2 separate regions of the Anas platyrhynchos genome follow, and region 1 is linked to region 2. A link is a contact called in public Hi-C data. All regions are on one chromosome and are shown on one strand. The core of a region is the stretch at or near the end of the contact, and the rest is flanking DNA. Distances in the headings are between cores, read along the strand shown.

The links. A called contact is a pair of places that touch in the nucleus more often than the background predicts.
Region 1: a Hi-C map of small yellow follicle shows a contact between it and region 2, with 2.9 times the contacts expected there. The contact joins the enhancer-like site here to the promoter of ERBIN in region 2. A contact is called at or near these places in 3 of 8 Hi-C or Micro-C datasets (liver, small yellow follicle and subcutaneous adipose tissue).

The regions. Positions count from the first base shown.
Region 1 is chrZ:23,028,805-23,031,504 of IASCAAS_PekinDuck_T2T, reverse strand. All of the region lies in intron 3 of ERBIN (erbb2 interacting protein), which reads right to left. Among named protein-coding and RNA genes, the nearest start is that of ERBIN, 47 kb to the right of the region's middle. Within about 2 kb of position 1,349, at least 1 of the 8 cell types and tissues checked has an H3K27ac peak or open chromatin away from gene starts, as enhancers often do. A contact at or near this core is called in subcutaneous adipose tissue, where this site is marked.
Region 2 is chrZ:22,981,909-22,984,608 of IASCAAS_PekinDuck_T2T, reverse strand. ERBIN (erbb2 interacting protein) reads right to left here and starts at 1,404. Exons shown (of 28, transcript XM_072031772.1): 1 at 1,179-1,404; 2 at 633-715.

The sequences.
Region 1 (2,700 bases), core at 100-2,599, 47 kb before region 2:
CGAAAAAGAAAAAAATGCCACTTTTCAGTTTTGAAGCCATGCCCATGCTGCATACAGAGAACAATTCAATTTATTTAAATAAATAAAATTGTAAGTTGCTGTTGCTCATCTTATTTGCCATTGAATTTTACTCATTTGTGCTCCTACTATTTTTGCATGTACTTATTGCATTAAAAAATAAAAGGAAGAAAGTTTTTCTTTTTCTAGTAGTTTACCATACTATGAAATTAATACAACTAATGTATCAAGACTTCCAATTTAAAGAGCAAAGCTGTAACTCCCCCACAGTAACGTACTTCCAGAAATTAGCTCACCTTGTTACACTTAAAGCATGCCATCACAAAAACAGAACCAAAGCAGCAAAGTCTAACAAAGACAGTAACTAGTTTCAGCTGGTTTGCCATTTTCAGAAAAGTTTGTTTTCCTTATTTTGCCTTCCCATTGTATTTGAATCAATAAAATTGTAAGAGGTGCTATCAAAACAGCGTTTAATTTTGTGGTGCAAAAATAAAAGCAACCAAAATAAAGTCAAATCGCATCTTAATAGCATCCATCACTTAAAACCTTCTATACACTTGCAGTACATCTAAGACTTTGAAGGCTGCTTGAATTAGTTTAAGTCTTATCAACCTTGTTAACTAGAGACTGAATTTCAGCAGTGACACTTGCTAATAAACAGTGAAGGAACAACTGGAGAATACTGTGTAATTAATACAACATCCAGACAAGATTACTGGAGAATCTAGGGCAAAGCAAACGCTGTAATTCTGGCAAATCTACACTGAAACAGCAGTGGGCTGAATGCATAAATGGTGAGACATCTTCATTGAACAGAATAAGACTACTGGAAGCAGAAAAGCAACACATTGGTTTGAAATTGAAAGACCATGATCAATGAAAGAAAACAAGACCAACAGCAGGCTTGGATACACACTACAAACTAATAACTCAGGCACTCGGGGAGCGTGTCAGCCAGTGGAACATCTTGCTTTCCTGGAGCTCCTCAGCAATTCCCCGCACACTCCCGTCACCCGAGTGCCCGGCAGCCCAACAGCACCAGCACACCACAGGACATGTTTGTTTAAACACATGTCTGGCTGTGTTTTGATAAACATTTTAAAACACACACACACTTATCATGTTGCTTTGAGAATTCTGAGCTCATGCTGTTTACAAGTAGAATCTAAATTCACAGTAATTTTGTTCCTAATCCCTGTTAATTGGCATTAAAAGCAATAGTTTTATTGTGCCATTAGTTGCTGAAATTTCCTGTCTGATGCTAACAGGATGTGACCGCTCATGCTGTAAGCTGGTGAAAGGAGCCTCCCCCCCCAGCCTCTCTGAAGGGTGTTTACCAGTTACATCAGCAGCAGAGCTGAAAATGAAACCAGCCATCAGATGTTTATAGGGAAAGGCAAGAACAACCCGGCACAAAAATATCTGGTCAGGCTCCTTCTAGCCCACTCCATTACCTACAGATGAGCACAGAACCACAGAGCAGAGGATGTGTAAACACAGGAAAGAAAAAAAATGGGGGGGGGGAGGGCAGGCAGTGGCACGCACAGCAGCCTGATAGACTCGGGATGGCTTATCTGGCCAACTGACAGATGCCCCAACAAATTATTACTGAAACAGAATTATGAAAAAAATAATGTTGTTGTTTGTATGGTTTTTCATGAATCCTGTTTACTCCACTAAACAAACAACAAAAAAAAAATCACTTCTACACCAGCAAATTGGTACAAAATGAAGTTTCTGGCATTGGCAAGAAAAACACGAATTGATTTGTCTTCAGAAATGTTACAGGCTTTTCTCTTCCAAAGGCAGCAACATGCACCAGAACACATGCCCAGATATAGGCCGTTTGCTTGATGTTAAAAGAGGCTCTATTGTGTCAACTCCCAGCACAACTTAAACCAAGCTCTTCCAGCCAACAAGAGCTCTAGCCCTCAAGAATTCGGGTAAACTGTAAACATCTTCATACTGTAAGGAACTGGGAACATCCTCAGCTCTTACAGGAAAGCAAAGAGCCAGGGTCTGGGGAGGGGGCGGTTTGGCTTGGGCATCCCCCAAAAGCATCTCTCCTCTCACAGCGGGGAGGGGACAGCGAGATTCCTGTGCAACCCACAAACCCTGACCCACATGCCTGCTCCACAGCAACCCTTCTTGCTCTCTTCGTGAGAGGAAAGCATGGCTCTGGAGCCTGATGGACTCTGACAAGAAACTGAAACATCAAAAGAAAGGCTGTACTGTGAGGAGACTGCCTCTTGTTAAATGCCACTGGCATGCTCTGGTTGTGGTTTCAAAACCTCATTTGGTGACAACACCAAGTTAAGGTATTTTCACTTCCTCTTGCCTCCCACCCGTGCTATTTCTTTCCACCTCTTCTAGAAAACAAAACAAAACAAAAAATGTAGAGATTTTTTTTTTCAAAGTCAGACTGTTTTTTGTCATTTGCTTCATTGAATGAAACCAGAAAACACTCAGACAAACAACAAAACAATGAAACAAAGTGCTGCAGTAGGGGGAGAGAACAAGCAATAGCGAACAGATTTATGAAAAGGTTTTTTGGAACCATTTCACCATTTTAATGTGAAGCTATAGCCTGAGTCTCCCTGCTCCTGATATGAATACAATGTTCAACTGCATTCACGGCTGCATGTCCTCACAAAGGCAGGGAACACCAAAAAACACATTGTA
Region 2 (2,700 bases), core at 155-2,654:
CGCGGGGACGGGGACGGGGACGGGGCGGAGGGGAGGAGGAGAGGTGGCGGCGGCCGGGGGGGGGGAAGCCGAGGCTTTACCCAGGGCACGTCGTAGAGAAGAAATTTAGGATTTTCAGGAGGACGGGCCGGAGGTTAGCCCCAGAAAAAAATAATAAAAAATAAAATAAAATAAAACAAGGTGAAAGGCAGGCGCAGGGGGGCAATAAGCCGCGATTACCTCCTGCGGGACCGCCTCGTTGCCCCACAACTTCACTGCGCTGGCAGGGCTCGGCTCCGCAGGGCAGGTCTGGGAGCAGCAGCCGCTCAGTGCCTTCCTCCGGCCGAACAAAGAAACTTCTGTGCCCGAGGAGAGCCTGGAAACTTTCCGTGTCCCCCCCCTACACACACACACCCCACCCCCGGACCCCCGCCCCGAGCCCCCCGCGCCGCGACGGACGGGGCACAAAGGGGCTGCGCGGGGCGGAAAAAATAAAAATAAAAATAAATAAAAATAAAAAAATAAAAGGCCAAAAAAAAACAGGATATAAAAACGAAGCGTGAACTCCTTCCTTGCTCCCCACCCCCTCCGGTGGCGGCGGGGGCAGGACCGAGCCGCTGTCCCCCCCCCAAATCTGCCCCCCCCCCACTCACCTCCTCGGCCGGCTCCAGCGGGCAGCGCTGTCCCCCGGCGCCCCGGGGAAACGTCTTAAATCCCACCACCGACTGCCCTGCGCCTTCGGGGAGGGGGGGAGAAGGGGGAGGAGAGGAGGGAGGAGAGAGATGAAAAAAAAAAAAAAAAAAGGGGTGGAGGGGGAAGAAAAAAAAAAAAAAAAAAAAAAAAGATGCAACAGCTTTCGGCGAGGATGGGGGCGCTGAGAGTGAGCGCGGGGGGGGGGGGGCGGCCGGGCCGAGCCGAGCCGAGCCGAGCCCAGCCGGGCAGAGCCGAGCGGGCAGAGCCGAGCCCAGCCGATCTCAGCCGATCGCTTCCGATCTGTGCCGATCTCAGCCGAGCCCAGCCGAGCCGGGCTCCTCCCGGCGGCAGCCCCGGGCCGTGCCCCGCGGTCCCCGCCCCGCACGGAGCGCGCCCCCCGGGCCCCGTCCCGCCGCCTGTCCGCTCCCCGGCGCCCCTCACCCCGCCGCCAAGGGCACGAGGGGCGCGGGCCGCCCTCCCGCTGCCTGCCGCCGTCCCCTCCTCACCTGCCCGCCCGCCGCCGCCGCCGCCGCCCTCTCCCCGCCTCCTCTCGCACACTTCCCCCCCGTGCTCTCCGCCTTCCCCCCCGCCCGCTCGCCCCGGCGACGGTGCCCCGGGGCAGGATGGATGGATGGACGGATGGATGGACGGACAGATGGAGGGATGGGGACACACGGACAACGGCAGCGGGGCGTACGAGGGCGGGAGGCCGCCGCCGCCGCCGCCTCCCAGGCCCAGGCCGGGAGCGGCGGGAGCGCCCCCACTGGCGGCGGCGGCGCAGCGCAGCGCATCCCCTCCCCCCCGCTCCCCTCCCGCCGCCGCCACTGCCGCCGCCGCCGCCGCCGGGCCCCTAGCCGGTGCGGGGCCGAGCGCGGGAGGCGGCGGCTCGGCCAATCGGCGGGCAGAAAGGTTGTGAGGGACGGGGCCCGCAGCCAATGGCGGCCCGCGGGGGGCGGGAGCGCGCTGTGGAGGAATGGGGCGAGGTGGGGGGCGGGGTGGGGGCCGCTCGCCGGGCGGCCGGCGGGGGGCTGCGGAGGGGGCTGCGCGCTGAGAAATGGGGCAGGAGGCTGGGGAGCGGCGTTTACGCGAGCCCCTGGCCAGCAGCGGGGAGCAGAGTGTCAGCTCGGGGCCAGCCTGAAGTGAAAAGCCCCCTAAGCCCCCAAATCCAGCGTCTGGGGCTCTGCGGCTGCCTCCCTCGGCTCCTGACGGGGCGCTTTGGGCGAAAACGCCTCAGCCCCGAGCAGCGACGCGGGGCTGGGCGGGTCCGCGGTACCCACGGCGTTTAACGCGGCTGTAACCTCCGCCAGAGTTACTGCTTTGTATCTGGGGGCACCCCGAGGCAGCCAGAGGCGTGCCTCTCCGTGAGGGCAGCGGCACTCACCGCCTCTCCTCCATCTCCACATACCGCCCTCCTCGGGGACTGCCCCTGTGCCGAGGTCCAAGTAATTAAACTGGATCAAACATAGCCACCGGAGCTGGTAAAAACACACACACACACACGTATATGCATTCCAATAAATACATATTTCCCAAACTTCCTTTTATTTATTTGTTTCCGTCGCTCGGATAAGCTGTTCTCTTCAAATAACTCGGCTCTGGACTCAGGCCAAGCGTGAGAGCTTCCGCCCCCAAAGTTCAAAGCACCGACAACAAATTCAGAGTTCCTCACTGTATGGCGCTACACCGGGGCTCTTAACAAAGTTGCTAATATTTTGTCTCGCAACCTCATGATCATTCCTACCTAACGACCAGTAATCCTTATCGTGATGAATACAAGTGCCATTCTGCCACAGATCCCCTCCATCACGAGCTCTACGAGGCACCTGTGTTACGCATGAGATTATTGTGGCTGTTTTTGGTGTGAAATTGCTCTTTGGCAAAGTTTACTGCAAATTGCCTAATGCATCTATTAATGCAGCTGGGTAACAGATGGGTGTGGGAAATTTATAGCAACTATTGTTCCCATGATGGACCTACCGTAATTGTAACGTTAGTTTCAATGTAAGACGCCATTTCACTTACAGTTTT